Regions from separate parts of the Mus musculus genome. Here all the other regions are linked to region 3. A link is a contact called in public promoter capture Hi-C data. All regions are on one chromosome and are shown on one strand. The core of a region is the stretch at or near the end of the contact, and the rest is flanking DNA. Distances in the headings are between cores, read along the strand shown. Region 1 has its middle 43 kb from the start of Otulinl. Region 2 overlaps Trio (triple functional domain (PTPRF interacting)). Region 3 holds the start of Otulin (OTU deubiquitinase with linear linkage specificity).

Evidence for each region. Promoter capture Hi-C pulls out the DNA fragments that hold promoters and counts their contacts.
Region 1: a promoter capture Hi-C map of the HPC-7 cell line shows a contact between it and region 3, with 3 times the contacts expected there. The contact joins the enhancer-like site here to the promoter of Otulin in region 3. A contact is called at or near these places in 11 of 39 promoter capture datasets (the 3T3-L1 cell line, the C10 cell line, the HPC-7 cell line and 7 more), 3 of 15 datasets of contacts at CTCF or cohesin (CD8 T cells and the NIH/3T3 cell line), 61 of 484 Hi-C or Micro-C datasets (the 3T3-L1 cell line, the AML12 cell line, B cells and 42 more), 16 of 115 datasets of contacts at active chromatin or transcription factors (CD8 T cells, DN3 thymocytes, the HPC-7 cell line and 10 more) and 4 of 9 other capture datasets (adipose tissue, liver, macrophages and 1 more).
Region 2: a contact with region 3 is called in a promoter capture Hi-C map of pre-B cells. The contact joins the enhancer-like site here to the promoter of Otulin in region 3. A contact is called at or near these places in 7 of 39 promoter capture datasets (the 3T3-L1 cell line, the C10 cell line, the HPC-7 cell line and 2 more), 3 of 15 datasets of contacts at CTCF or cohesin (CD8 T cells, the NIH/3T3 cell line and pro-B cells), 2 of 484 Hi-C or Micro-C datasets (bone marrow-derived macrophages and pre-B cells), 5 of 115 datasets of contacts at active chromatin or transcription factors (T-cell acute lymphoblastic leukemia, bone marrow-derived macrophages, double positive thymocytes and 2 more) and 3 of 9 other capture datasets (adipose tissue, liver and pancreatic islet).

Annotation. Positions count from the first base shown.
Region 1 is chr15:27,722,180-27,727,027 of GRCm38.p6, reverse strand. No RefSeq gene overlaps it. Among named protein-coding and RNA genes, the nearest start is that of Otulinl, 43 kb to the right of the region's middle. Within about 2 kb of position 3,062, at least 82 of the 459 cell types and tissues checked have an H3K27ac peak or open chromatin away from gene starts, as enhancers often do. A contact at or near this core is called in B cells, CD8 T cells, the HPC-7 cell line and 15 more, where this site is marked.
Region 2 is chr15:27,753,397-27,758,143 of GRCm38.p6, reverse strand. Trio (triple functional domain (PTPRF interacting)) reads left to right here. Exons shown (of 57, transcript NM_001081302.1): 42 at 1,589-1,678; 43 at 2,914-3,006; 44 at 4,081-4,131; 45 at 4,355-4,432. Among named protein-coding and RNA genes, the nearest start is that of Otulinl, 74 kb to the right of the region's middle. Within about 2 kb of position 3,058, at least 22 of the 459 cell types and tissues checked have an H3K27ac peak or open chromatin away from gene starts, as enhancers often do. A contact at or near this core is called in pro-B cells, where this site is marked.
Region 3 is chr15:27,628,603-27,633,658 of GRCm38.p6, reverse strand. It overlaps Otulin (OTU deubiquitinase with linear linkage specificity), which reads left to right and starts at 2,966. Exons shown (of 7, transcript NM_001013792.2): 1 at 2,966-3,201. The coding sequence starts at 3,050.

The DNA of each region.
Region 1 (4,848 bases), core at 1,813-4,312, 93 kb before region 3:
ACTTCAGCAGGAAAGGGCAGACTCTTACTAGGCTCCTAGTACCATAGAGGGTGAAGATTGTTATAGGACCGCCAAGTGATGATGCAAAGGGTAACTGCACCAAGCCTCCTCTGGTGCTACTCTGTCATTAGAGAGGATGGATGTGCTGTTGTGGGTGGGTGGAATCAAAACTATAAGCTCCCCCCACAGTCTTCTCTGGTACCAGTAAGAGCAGACACTCTGCCTGGCAGAGTGGTACTGAGCCACAGCAAGAAAGTCCAATTCTTCTCCCACCGGGGTTCCCAACCAAAAGCAAACGGGTTTCAAGGAAGTGTTTCTACCAATTACCAGGCTCAGGAGTCTCTGAGCCCTTCCCCAGCTTCCTTGCAGTCAGTCGCAAGTACAGTATGTCTGCACTTTAGCCATGAAGGACTTCCTCGGTTGGCACCTGAGCTGTCTCTTACCAGCCAAGCACAGAGGAACCCAAGGCACAAGTACACTACATCTCTCTGCCAACTGCAAAACTCAGTGCTAAAAACAAAAAATTGAAGAGAGCTGTGCAGAAATCCCGGGGCCTTCTGCAACAGCTAGCTCCACCTCTGTACCAGCGTCTACTTCCTGTCTGTGTAGGATCTGCCCTTCACATCCTATGGGGGCCCAAGTAACTCTTCCTTGGAGTCCCCTTCGTGAGTACAACACCCAGTAAAGCCTCATTTGGATGCTATTGCTTCTCTCATCGTGATTTCTGTTTTGAATTGAGCAAGAGAGTCTGGTTAACCTCATTGCCTAAACCTAGAAACACAAAGAGCTAGCGACACACCAAAATGAGCTGGTGATGTCGGCACGAGCGATGCTTTGCCCATTCCTAATGTCCCTCTTGAGTCAAGCAAAGAATATAGGCTGCTTGTACTGGCTCCCCACTTGGCATCGTCAAGCACAATCAGGGATTTCGTGCCTCATTCAGGCAGGGCAGGGGTAAAGTTGTGGCTCTGCATTTGTCTACTTGTTGTGTTGAAACTGCACTTTCTGCTTTGATGTGTTGCCAGAGAAGGGTAGCCACTCAGCCGTTGCCTGAAAACTCCTTAGCAGTTGGGCCTCATCCTTAGTGCAGGCGCAGGCTTTGTGGGGTCCTTTGGTCTCCACCAGTTGTCACTTCCAGGCTGCTGGCTACTTCAGCTCCAAGTATGGGCAGATGCCACAAAAAGAAATCTCGAAGACCTGAGGTCTCTGGGTACTCTGCATCTTCTCCTCACTTTGCAGAGATTTCCTGCACTCTTCACAGACAAAGCCCAGGGCTGTTTGTTGGAGTCAACAGGAGAAGGAAAGAGAATGTGAACTCTGTCCTCCCAGACGCTGAAGTCTAGGATCAGACTCGCTCTTGAAGCTTCATAGCTTTAGGGTTATATGACATCTACTTCCTAAGACACGTGACCTGCTTGGTTTTCTTTTCACAGTAGGCACTACAGTGGTGAGTGTCAGAAGTTAAGCTCTGCAATCATCTGCTATCTGGTAACTTCTGGAGACTTATTTCATATAGAAATCCTACTTAGCCATTAACACTTGCTCATAATACCCAGAGCATAATGATGACAGACAGGAAATGAGAGACTAGACAGGCCAGTGAGCACCATGATTACTGCACACAGTACACAGTGAGGACACATGCATGGGGACTCGTTGCCTCTGATCTTGAAAAGGATCTGGAAGGAGGGAGAAGAAGACAACGGACTTAAATGATTGCTAAAACAGACAGTACAAAGGACTGTCTCACAGAGGTCTGAGACAACAGTTGAGCTGGGCCTTGAAGAGAAGCAGAACCTCCAGAGAGGAAGCAGGCATCACACCATTGGGTCTGTGGTTTGCTATAGAGGGCGGGACTCTTGGGAGACTGGATCTGACAGGATTTGCTTCCTCAGCTATCTCTCCTGATACCATTTCTTCTTCACCATTCAGGAGCGTTACAGTGTTATCTTTTGCTCTGTCTGTCGCTCCTCTGCTGGCAGCTCAGCTCAGGGCTTCTGTTCAGGTCTGTCAAGCTCCTCTCATCTACCTCCTAGTGCAAGATACAGGTTTGGCATTCAAAGGCTCTTGTGAATGTTCAAGGAAAAGAACAGAGTATAGCAAGCTGATGTCAGCACCAGCATTAGAGGAAACACACTTTGCACTGCTATTGAAAGCTGAGAGCCTCTTCCTCCGGTGGGGTCTACCCACCGGTTCTTTATGACTCCACTTATTCCTGTTAAGGAGCTCAAATAGCAACGACTGTGTCAGAATGCCTGGTAGGAAGCAGGGCGGGAGACACACTGGGCTGATAGCTGGGGAACTGCTTAGGATGCACGGGGCCCATTTCCATCCTGACTTTTCATTGTTTACACCAAGAGAGAAAAGATACAAAGCATCTAGGGGTTTTTTGGTTTTTGTTTTTTTCAAACACGGAAACCATCTTGTAGTACAAGACCCTCCTACACAATGGATTTTCGCCAGAGCTCACCAAAGAAGACAGGAAGTCAGAGGACCTCGATTTCCTGTTTCAGTTTTTATGGCTGAGCAGACAAACAGGAGGCATAAAGGAGCGGTGAGCAGACCCCACCCTCACTTGCCTGAACTGTGGCCTGACCTGGTTTCTCTGAGGCACCTCCTCTTCCCACAAGTTTCCCTTGAGCCACCTCAGTTACTGTATCCCATTCTGTGCGACAGTGATACAAGCTATCACAAAATCCGTGCTTTCACAGGGGCCAGTATCCAGGGTCAGGATTGGAGGCAGGAGGAGAGGTGCCTGAGAACACCCCTCCCCCGTCAGTCTTCTGAGGTCCAATGGGAGAATTCTGCTCCTTCTGCATTCTTGATGCAGACTTGATGTGTGATCCCTTCCAACCTCAGGGCCAGCACTTCCACGTCTTTCTTTGTCCCATTTTCTCATTGCCTGCATCTAGTCGAATCTGCCCCTGCCTCCCTTTTTGGGTCATCCCCTTTAGGATCATCTGGATAATCCAGAAATTCCCTCCATCTCAAGATCCTTAATCACTTCCTCCTAGGCAGAACCGGTAGAGTTCATTGGTTCTAAAGATTAGGACGCTAATCACTCCTAAGAGGCCACGCCCAGCCTGTCACACCAGCTCCACGCTGACAGCTCCTAGCTCTGTCCCCAGCATGGTTCCCTGACTTCTGGATAACTAATTAACTCTATGTGCACTTCACAGCTCTCCTCCACCCACATGTCAACCCCTCACTGTCATCTTCAGCCAGAAACCTCAGCAACACTGTCTGTCCTCTGTGTCCCCAGCTCTCCACGTTCTAGGTCTATCTTCAAAACAGCCCTCTTGAGAGGAAGGAGATGGCTCAGCGGATAAAGTCCCTGTGTGGAAGTGTGAGGACCAAAGTTTGGATTCCCCCACACAAAAAGGCAGGTATGGATGGGCACCGCCGTGCAAGTTTTAATTATCTCTTTTATGTTAGCATTTTCTTTTTATTATTTAAAACAATTTTTAAGTTTAAACATATTATAATCACATTCTTTTCCTTCCCCCGATCCTCTCCCCTCCCTACCAACCCATCTTTAAGTTTTCCTTAAAAGTTCAGTACGACCCCCCCCCGCCCGCCCCAAGCTAAGGAATAAAAAAACACACCCCAAACAAAAACAAAGACAAAAACAAAACTCATCTCATCAAATTGTGACCAAATAAAAGCACACGCACACATACTCGCTCACACACACTTGCATGCACACACACACACACTCACACATACACACACACCTAAAAGAAAAACTTGTGGAGTCTATTACTCAACTACTCCTGAACATGAGGCCTTCCTCTCCTGGTATACTTGATATACTCTCTGTCACTCTATTGAGGAAAACTGATTTCTCTCTCCCAGCAAGCATAAGTTACAGTTCAATTGTTAACTTTTACCCTAGTGGCTAGGTTTTTATTCATTCGTTCATTCATTCATTCATTCATTCATTTGTTCATTCAAAAAATATAGCAAAATAAAATACAGTAAGATAAAACAAAACTAACACATCAAAGTTGTACAAGAAAAACCAGCAGAAGGAAAAGAGCCCCAAGAGAAGGCACAAGAATCAGAGACCCACTCATTCACATACTCAGGAGTCCCGTAAAAAACACTAAACTGGAAGCCATAATATACACAGAGAAGACCTAGTGCAGACCCGAGCAGGCCCTGCGTGTGCTGCTTCAGTCTCTGTGAGTTTATCTGGGCTACCTCCTGTTGATTCGGAAAGCCTTGTTCTCTGGATGTAAGGGTCACCAATGATGTAAAGGTCATCCCCTCTGGTTCTTAACTGCTTTCTCATCCTCTTCCAATGGGGTTCTCTGGGCTCTGTGGGGGTGGGGGAGGGATTGCCTGGAGACATCCCACTTAGGGCTGAGTGTTCCAAGATCTCCCACTCAGTGATAATGTCTGGCTGTGGATCTCTGTGTCTGTTCCCATCTGCTGCAGGAGGAAGTTTCCTCTGATGATGGCTGAATAAGGCACTGAGCTATGAGTATAGAAAGATGTCATTAGGAGTCATTTACCACTATACTTCTCTCTCCCTCTCCCTCTCCCTCTCCCTCTCCCTCTCCCTCTCCCTCTCCCTCTCCCTCTCCCTCTCCCTCTCCCTCTCCCTCTCCCTCTCCCTCTCCCTCTCCCTCTCCCTCTCCTTCCTCTCTCAGACCAGTATCAGTTATCTAGTCTCAGGCTCCTGATCACCCAAGCGGTGATGGCTATGTGATACATTTACACAATGGAATATCACTCAGCTTTTTTTTTAAAAAATTACATCATGAAATTTGCAGGCAAATGGATGGAACTAGAAAATATATCATGCCGAGTGATATATCCCAGACTCAGAAAGACAAATATGCT
Region 2 (4,747 bases), core at 1,809-4,308, 120 kb before region 3:
CACAGTAACCTTGCAGATGTCAAAAGGCAAGCAAGCATTCAGTGATAATGTACCTGCCCATACCTGCAGTGGGCTTGATGTACTAGCCAGATACATATATATACATATGTGTGTATACATATATATAAGTGATAAGTATTCAAGTTATTTTAAGGAAAAAATCACTATATTTTTAAAAATAATGAGGCTTTTGTGGTTTTGCCTATTTTTAGTACTAGGCATAATAGAAGGTATAATTTCATATCTGCTTGTTGCACTCAGCACGTTATCAGGCTTTATTATTGTTGTTACTGTAAAGCACATGACAGACAAGACTTGAAGATGGGTGGATACCTTAAATATTCTCTTCAAGTAACTATAGACGGTTATCTTTGCCGTGTACCAACATTTGGTAAAGGCTAGTTTCTTACAGGCTGGTACAGCAGTCCCTGAAAGACTGTGTTAGATCTTCTCCCTGGTTATCTGTCTGTCCAGCTGAATGGCCTTTGGAGCTGTTTGCTCCAGGCACAGTTATGAGAATCTTGAACCGGGCAGTTGGAAGCTGGCTGCTGACCTGCCAGGTTCCTGCAGATGTTGGCAGTTCCTTGTATGTTATCCGCCATCAGACTTAGACTCACCACTGCTCCAGCAGGAGAGTCTCTAGGCGGTGTCTAGCTAAGGCACATATTTTCCAGAATTCTTTATATTTTTTTTTCTCCTCTTAAACTTTGGGTTTCCACTGTATGTCTGCACCGCCAGTAGTGTGTCTAGTCTTGAGATGACAAGCTTGCTTCATCTGTGCTCAAGAGAATTCCTACCAGCCTCTGGAGTAAGAAGAATTGCAGAGTGTCCATCATTCTGTCAGGTTCAGCTGGTGGTTCACAGCAAGCATGTCTGTGGAGCTTACATCAGTCACAAGTGCTTTTCCCCCAGGCAGTTACTAAAGAAGCAGAAGGGTTGTGTAGACCTCTGCCCCGACTCGAGAACACTAAAAGGATCTGTGTGCCGTATTGAGGTTTTAAGGGGATGAGTGACTTGTATTACGTCATCAGTGGCATCCAGAAGGGAAACTGGCATGTTCCACAGCAGGTTTGCAGTGGTGACAGATCCTTGCTGTGATGCCAGCCATTCCCCCCACTGTGGGCCCATGCCACGTTGGCACACGCATAGACACTGCAGGAGGGCAATGGTATCCTAGTGTTGTTTGAAAGAGATTTTTGACCTAAGAGAACCTCAGATAGGCCCCAGGGACCCTAAAGGGTCTGCATACATAGCTTTGAGAGCCTGTTGTCCCTTTTTTTCCTGCCATGGGATCTGAGATTATAAAGACAGTACTGGCAGCCTGGGCGCGATGGAAGTGTCTTCTTGAGTTGCCGTTGGTGTTGCTGGTACAGGCGAGTGAGGGATCAGGCCTGTACCAGGAGTGAGAGCAGAAGGCTGTTTCAGAGCCTCAGAGCCAGGGTGGCCAAATGCCCCGAATCTGGAGTGAGCTCCCCAGCGTGGCAGCTTTGCTTTAAGATGGCCCCTTTTCTGTGGGTGGTACTGTGTGCTCCGATGGTCTAGTGGAACTCTCAGTGCTTTAACCATCTGTTTGCCTTTTGCTTCCTAGGAGAGACGGTTGCACATGTACATAGTTTATTGTCAAAATAAGCCAAAGTCTGAGCACATTGTGTCCGAGTACATCGACACCTTTTTTGAGGTAAGACTCAGCGTGGGAACAAGTGGTTCCTGACTCTTGCTGCACTGTGATTGCTTGAATTTAGAGTGCCACGACATCTGGAGACAAAAGGATCTTCTCCAAACTGGCCTCAGAGATGAGGTTCCTAAAGCTTGCTTTGCAGTCTATAAGTCAGGGAAATGGGTGTGGATTCAGACTATAGTCACAGCATTTAGAAGACTGGGTGCTTAACAGTAAATGGTTTGAGCAGTTCTCACACCTGGGAACCCTGCGACAGGGTAGAAAATCACTAGGTTAAGGCTCCCTTGGGCTACATAGCAAGGTAAAGTTCACCCTGGATAACGTAACGAAACTCTATCTCAAAATAAAATAAATGACTTACAGAAATATTAAATGGCTCAGAGCAGAGTTCAGTGGAAAAGCGCTTTGTGCTAAGCCTACGGTCTTCAGTTCATCTACCTGTAATGCGTGGGAAGTGGCTCCAGACTTTTGTTTTGTTTTGGTGGTTGTGGTGGTTGTGGTTGTATGCCTGGTGCCAGTGGAAGTCAGACGAGGTCATTGGATTGCCTAGGGTTATGGCAGTTGGGCAGTATCTTAGGGTTTTACTGCTGTGAAGAGACACCATGGCCATAACCAAGGCAACTCTTATGAGGAAAACATTTAGTTGGGGCTGGCTTACAGGGTCAGAGGTTCTGCCCATTATAACCACGGTGAGATGCATGGTGGCATGGAAGCAGAGATGATGCTGGAGAAAGAGTTTGATATTGCAGGCAGAGAAAGGAGACTGCCACACTGGGCCTGGCTTGAGCTTATGGGACCTCAAAGCCTTCCTCCACAGTGACATCCATTCTAATAGTGCCATGCCCCATAAGTCGGGCATTCAAACACATGAGGCTGTGAAAGCCACTCCTATTCAAACCACCACAGGCAAATGGGCAATAATAAGCACGCAGTGGATGATGGGAACTGAACCGGGGTCCTCTTAAAGAGCAGCCAACACTCTCAACTGCTGAGCCATCTCTCTAGCCCTGCGGCCAGTCAGGCAGACAGAAAGAAGAAGCCTTCAAGTAAATAGACGTCTCTGAAAATCCACTCAGGAAGGTTCAACCCGAATGTTTAAATCCTGAGAGATGGGAAGCTTTTGTTGCCTTGGTTTCACAGGACTGCTGGAGTTATAATTATAAGGAACAAAATGTTGCCACTTCACAAACAACACCTGAGGTGGTTTGGTTTTGTTTTCCTCTTAAAATCCCCAGGACTTAAAGCAGCGCCTGGGCCACAGACTGCAGCTCACTGATCTGTTGATCAAACCGGTGCAGAGAATCATGAAGTACCAGCTGCTCCTGAAGGTGAGGGCTGAGGGGGGCAAGAGCAGAGTCGCTGGTCACTCTGCTCAGTGGGCGGGACTTCCCTCACCGCCCACACCTCCACCTGGTGGGAGACCGCTCTACTGCCTTCTTGCAGAGCTGCTTGCTATTTCTGGTTCCAAGTGTTTCAAAGTAACTCTTTACACTGTTCTTCAACAGTTCACTCCTCTCAAATTCTGAGCCAAGTTCTTGTTTGTCTGCCACATACCTTGGACTGCTAGTGATTTTTCTTCAGCTCTATCAACCTCATTTTTAAATATATGTATGTTTTATGTGTATGGGTGTTCTGCCTTCTTGTATGTCTGTACACCCCATATGCTTGGTGCCCCTGGAGGGCAGAAGAGGGTATTGGGTCCCGTGGGACTAGAATTGCAGATGGTTGTGAGCTGCTGTGTTCAGCTGAGCATCAAACTTAGGTCCCCTGGAAGAGCACCCCACTCTTAGCTGATGGGCCATCTCTACAGACCATAATCAGCCTAATTTTTTAATCTTCTAGGAATTTTTTTAAAAGATTTTATATTTTATTTTATTTTATGTGTTTGAGTGTTTTACCCCATGCATGCCTGTGTACCACATGTATGCCTGGAACCCATGGAGACCACAAAAGGGCGTGAGAACCCTTGAAGCCAGAATTACTAACAGGTGCCAGCCACAGTGTGGATGCTTGGTATCCCTGGATCCTCTTCAAGAGTGGCCGGTGCTCTTAACTGCTGAGCCATTCCTCCAGCCCGTCTTCTTAGAGTGTTAAGAGAACTAAACTTCGATTTTCCATATGGCCTAGCGAGAGCTACGGGTTACTTTAAGTTAGAAAGCACCACCAGGGATGACATCACATGAAACTTAGGGCCTGCACATGGAGAGAGGCCACAGCTATCTCAGAATAAACTGGGAAGCAAGGACAGCTTCACCATCAGGATGCCTTTGTGTGTGGTTCTGAGAGGAGGGAATGTGACTGTGAACGACCTGAACCAAAAGTGCCCACTGCAGGAAGGGCAGTTGGGGCCAGCTGCCCCCGCCCATCACTCTCACCACATCTCTCTCTTCGTTTCTTCACAGGACTTCCTCAAGTACTCAAAAAAAGCTAGCCTGGACACATCCGAATTAGAGGTACTTAGGGTTCTGTTGCTCTCTTGCAAACCCCCCCTGGCGTGGGGTCTGTTCCTGGGAGGGGCCACTGAGGGTGTGGGGTCTCTGATGTGTCTGTACTCCGCATCTGTACTCTGGAGGTGTGGAGGGAGAGAAACTTAAGCTGGAGGTGCAGTGGAAGGTGGGCACTGACGGGTTCCTGGGAGATGTGTGGACGCTAGCTCTGCTTTCTCTCCACCCACAGAAAGCTGTAGAAGTCATGTGCATCGTGCCGAAGCGCTGTAATGACATGATGAACGTCGGGCGGCTGCAGGGATTTGACGTAATGCATTGTTTATTGAGGGGCCCTCCGCTTCCCATCCCTTTCCTCTGTCCGGGGTTATTTCTATGCACATACATTCTTTCTTTCTTTCTTTCTTTCTTTCTTTCTTTCTTTCTTTCCTTCCTTCCTTCCTTCCTTCCTTCCTTTCTTTCTTTCTTTCTTTCTCTCTTTCTTTCTTTCCTTCCTTCCTTTCTTTCTTTTTTCCTTTCTCCCCTCTCACTCTCCAGTGTGACTAACTTTCTTTCCATCTTTTTTCGGGGCCTTTGATTTGCTTTGGGGAGCCTTCTTCTGCCTGCGGCCATTCGAGGTGAGGTG
Region 3 (5,056 bases), core at 1,717-4,216:
TTATTCTTTCTCTACTCTTAACTGTGGAAGAGACTACGTGCTTCAGGTTCCTGCTGCCTAGACCACCCTGCAATGATGGGCTGTAACCCAAGAATTTTGGTCCAAAATAAGCCTCTCCCTCCAAGTTTGTTTCTTTTCTTTCCCTGCCCCTCCCCCACCCCCACCCCACCCCCCAACAATGGTGAATACAACTAAGAGGCATAACCACCCAAGGAGTAAGATCCTGGGAGGGAGACTATTTGTCCTGAAGGTGTGTCCAAAGCTCCAGGCCACCCACCAGATGGAGAAGCACACAAACAAGCCATGGGTAGGCCAACTGCCCTGATCAGCTGACCTTCTCATGCTTCACCCTAGTAAAGCCTTACTAAGAAAGGCCTTGGTCACAACCTTTCTTAGGATTCTCCTGCTACACACACACACACACACACACACACACACACACACACACACACCCCTCACTCCTTTCTAATCTCCACCCTTAAATTCATTCTTCGAGTTTTCTGGAAACTCCTTGACTTGGGTGCCTGTTGGTTTTCTAGGATTTTAGCCCCCTGAAGTTATGGAGTGCTGAATTTAAAGACATCCTTCACTTTCTTCCCATTTCACTCCTTCCTGCCTATTATCACCAAATGTGATGGATACATATGAGATTCTGTGGGTGTGAAATGTGAATGTGGAAACTGCTAAGGGCTAAATTACAACTCAGAGCCCAAGAGCTAACGTAGTTCCATCTGGGCAATAAAGCTTATTTCTGAATTCTTATTTTGAATTCAGGCTCTTTACCTGTTAGACTCGTTGCAAACATATTTAGTGTGGTAAAATTTTAGATATCTTCATCTTGAGCCTTGTATTAATTTCCTCAGACTATTGTAACAAAAAACAACAAATCAGAGGGCAAACAACAGAAAGTTAAAGTTTTGGAAGCTGAAAGTGTGCTGTGAGATTGCTGGCAGGGTTAAGCTTTAGCCAAAGAGTCTTTGGATAGCCTTTGTTTGCTTTATCTTAGCTTCTGGTAAGTTCCATCATTCCTTAGGTTTTAGCTGCGTTCCTTCAATCTCTGTCTTCTTCCCCACATGGCTTTATTCCCTCTGCTGTTTATCTGTCTGTGTGGTCAGTCTCTCCTCTCAAAACACCAATCAATAGCTTTACAGGACACCCCAATCCAACATGACATCACCTTACTAATCTCATAGACAGAGATTCTTCCCCCATCCCCCGGCCCCCCGAAGTCAGATTGGGATGTTCCAGATGGACGTGAACTGGGTGATGACCTACTACAATCCTTCCTCCTTAAGTTCCTCAACCAGTTTGCTTACCATTTTATGCTTTGAATTTTCAGCAGGTGTGTTTCTTACTTTTTAAAGAAAAAAAAAAAAAAGGAAAAGAACACCTCAGAGTTATTTGTCTCAAGACAAACGTTCTTTCTTTCTTTCTTTCTTTCTTTCTTTCTTTCTTTCTTTCTCTTGTTTTTGTTTTTGTTTTGTTTTGTTTTGTTTTGTTTTTTTGAGGCAGGGTTTCTCTGTGTAGCCCTGGCTGTCCTGAAACTCACTTTGTAGACCATGCTGGCCTCGAACTCAGAAATTCGCCTGCCTCTGCCTCCCAAGTGGTGGGATTAAAGGCGTGCACCATCTCACCCAGCACAAATGTTCTTTCTATAGTTTATCCTCTTATGTTCCCACCTCCCCGAGTTTATCTTTACAGGTTCTTTACAAAGAACATAGCCCTCCCCTGAAAGAAAGTAAGATAGTTTAGTCTGGAGCCAAGGAAATATGAGGCACAATGGTCCAGGAACACAGATTTGACTTATTCCAAATAGTCTCCATATGCTCCAGCCTAATGGCTTCCTTGCTTTTTTGTTTGTTTGTTTGTTTTTTTAAATAGTAACAGAACAAATCAAACATTAAGTCAAAGGTCTTTCTAAAACGCATCAGGTAGATGGTAGAAATGTTTGTTAAATGTTTGTTATGTGATCTGATGTTATTCTGGCCGTAAGTCTGTAGATCCCAATGATTTACCTAAAAGCTATAATGAGGTTGGCAATAAATGGCTATTAAGGAGAACTGAAGATCGCCCAAGACTGTGCAGCTTACTCCTAATCGGTAATATTCTAGCTCTCCATAATCAAGGACGTTTTAATCACCCAATCAGCCTTGGGGATGTTTAACACTAGTGTGCTCCCCTCACCTCTGAACATCAGTTTAGTCCTATGCTTTAATATTTAACTGCAGGCAAAAATGATCTTTCATAAATGGCCTTATAGAGAGAACACGGAAAAGACGAAGCTCAAGCTTATCAATCTAAACTTGGCTTTTTATGATCTGACTTCCAATCTTACTTTTCGGTTCTGCCCCTGAACCTATCTGCAGGCTTCCGAAATGTCCCTGCCTCGCTATTGCTCCATACTCGGGTTCTGCCTCAAGGCTGGAGCCATGCCTACTAACTCACCCACTCTCCCCGGCTTCTGCGCCTCCACGGTCATACCTTGGAAATCTGTTAATGTCAGCCCTTTACTCTTACTCTTAAATCGATCACATGAAGCAATCTAATTCAAGATGGCACAGAATGTTGTGCTTGCTCAACTACGACCCCACAGCCGAGGTCAAGGCCACGTGGGCTCCAGAGGCCGCGCTGGCACTGAGGAACGGTGCCAGCAGAACTTTTAGGGGACCAAGGATGAAGTTCTGTACCGAGGTAAGTACTACCCGGCATCCTAACTCTCTCAACTCCACACCGCCCAGCCGCGTGTCCTGCCCAGCCTCCAACATCCCCCAACACCACCTACTGAGCCCGGACATGCGCAGTGGGCACACGGCGCGGGCCGCTCCAGGCTCCGCGGCTCAAATCCGCTCTGCGCAGGCGTCCTCCCTCCATTCCCAGCCCCGCCCGTTCCAGGTCCCCTAGCCTCTCGCCACGCCCCCTTGCTGCAGGTCAAAGGTCGCGGGGCGGGCCACAGTGACGCTTACGGAAGCGCTCTGCGGACCTCGCGGGGTGCGGGGCAGCGCAGCCACGGCTCCGGACGGCGGGACGGCAGGGCCCGGCGTGGCCGCGGATGAGTCGGGGAACCATGCCCCAGCCCGGAGCGTGGCCCGGTGCAAGCTGCGCCGAGACGCCGGCGCGCGAGGCCGGGGCCGCGGCGCGGGACGGCGGGAAGGTGACGGCCGGCGCGCAGCCCCGGGCCGCGACGCGATGCCCGGCCGAGCAGTGAGTGAGCGGGGCGGGCGTGGGAGCGGGCGCGGGCGCGGGGCTGCGTGGGTTCCCTCGGTTTCAGGTCGGCTACCCAGACCGAGCAGTAGAGAGTCGGGAGTGTGGACCCTGTCACAGCTCGGTCACCCAGGCCGCCACACTCCCGCTTTGACAACTGTCCAATCCTGAAGTTAGGGAAAGCGCTAGGAATTTGGGAAAGAAATCCAGAGAGGCCCCTTTAATGATCCACTGACTCCCTGTAGCTCTTTTCCCCTAACCTAGCTCGGAGGAAGTGAGTTCGCCCCAGTAACAGCCACAGAATTGTCCTGCGATGTCACCACTTGAAGAGTTTCCCACCTGTTGGACAGACTTTGGCCACAGGCTGGCCCTCTCCGTTTTACCCCGTCAGACCCTGGCTAGGTATTCCTACCACTCTTTGCTTTTACACACACACACACACACACACACACACACAGGCACACAGTTTTAGAGCAGTTCCTTATTGACTGTGAAGAAAAACAGTAAGTTAGAAGCGATTTCACTGTGCAGGGTTTGGAGGTGTCTACTGAGTTCGTGGCACAGTTCTAGATGTCTTTGGACTTAGAAAATCAAAAGCTCCGACAGTCAGTTTTCTTATGATCCAAAAGTTAAAGCATAAGGTGTGTCTAGATGGACCTTTAGAGCTCTTTCAATTTCCTAAGAAGGGGTCTTTTGAAGCCTTGTTAAGGAAGACGGGATATAATAGCAGCTCAGTTGTGAGGTGCTTTGCGGTGGGCTTTGACCGCTTTCGTTTATTGAGCGCCCGAGTGTGATGGTAATTATTCCTGTAATGAGCTAGTGGTAACAGGAAAGGTATAGAGTGGGAAGCCTTAACCTTCTCTAAGAGCTAGGCTGCCAATTAGCGTTAGTGACATTGTCTGTTAGCTTTGGGACTTGGGGAGCTTTTAGCTCTTTATTTGGGTCAGCATTATCTAAGCTTCAGCCATAGTTGCTGTAGTCAATGAATCTAGATAGCCTGGTTTTTTTAAATGAAATGTCCTGATTCTTAAGTAGGGACACTTATTTTTCTTTCTATTGAGCTCCTTTATATTACAGGGCCATGTTTGAGTTGGTCTAGTCTGTGGTTGCCAGGTTGAAACTGTCTAGGTTAGAGATGTCTCTTTCCTCTGCTCTTCCTCTGCTTCCTGACGGCTCTGCCTTTCAGCCTGCTTTCCTAGTCCATTCCTTTCCTGGATGCCCAGCCTTTTAAGCCCTGCACCTCAGTCTTACCCTAGCAGTTTCACATGCCTTGAAAGATACCTGAGCCTTTGAGGCCAGAACCACATTCTCCAACGTACACACAGTTGTTTGGAAGGTTTTCTGGTGTGGTGGTTCTCACGAACACCTTGGGGAACGGACCTCAAAGGGAAGGAGTCTTCACACTGCTGTTAGTCTTAAAGCTGAAACCTGGGTTTGTCATCTCACTCTTGAGGAAACAGGTGCGGATTGTGTTGTTAGGCAGGGAGAAACAGGTAGGAGATTTTAAGACCATGGTTCTTGACACCTCCCCCCCCCCCCCCAACTCCCTACCCCTTACCCCCTTCTTCTTGACCTCCTCAGCAACACTGGACAGAGAGGCATGGCTTATAACCACGCCTATGTTTGTAATTTGAATGTTATTAGCTGTTTCTTTTTTTCCTTACTGCCTGTGTTGGCTTTAATTGACCCATTTTCTCTTGACTCTTCAGGTGTGGAAATGAGGCTAGTGTATAGTGTAACTCACAAGTATTACTGGTTAATACACCACACTGCTAGACCATTTTGCCTTTCTGACTCAGCCTTACATGAGTAGTGGATTGGGCTCTTTCTCTCTGTGGGGCTTTTCTAGGGTCCC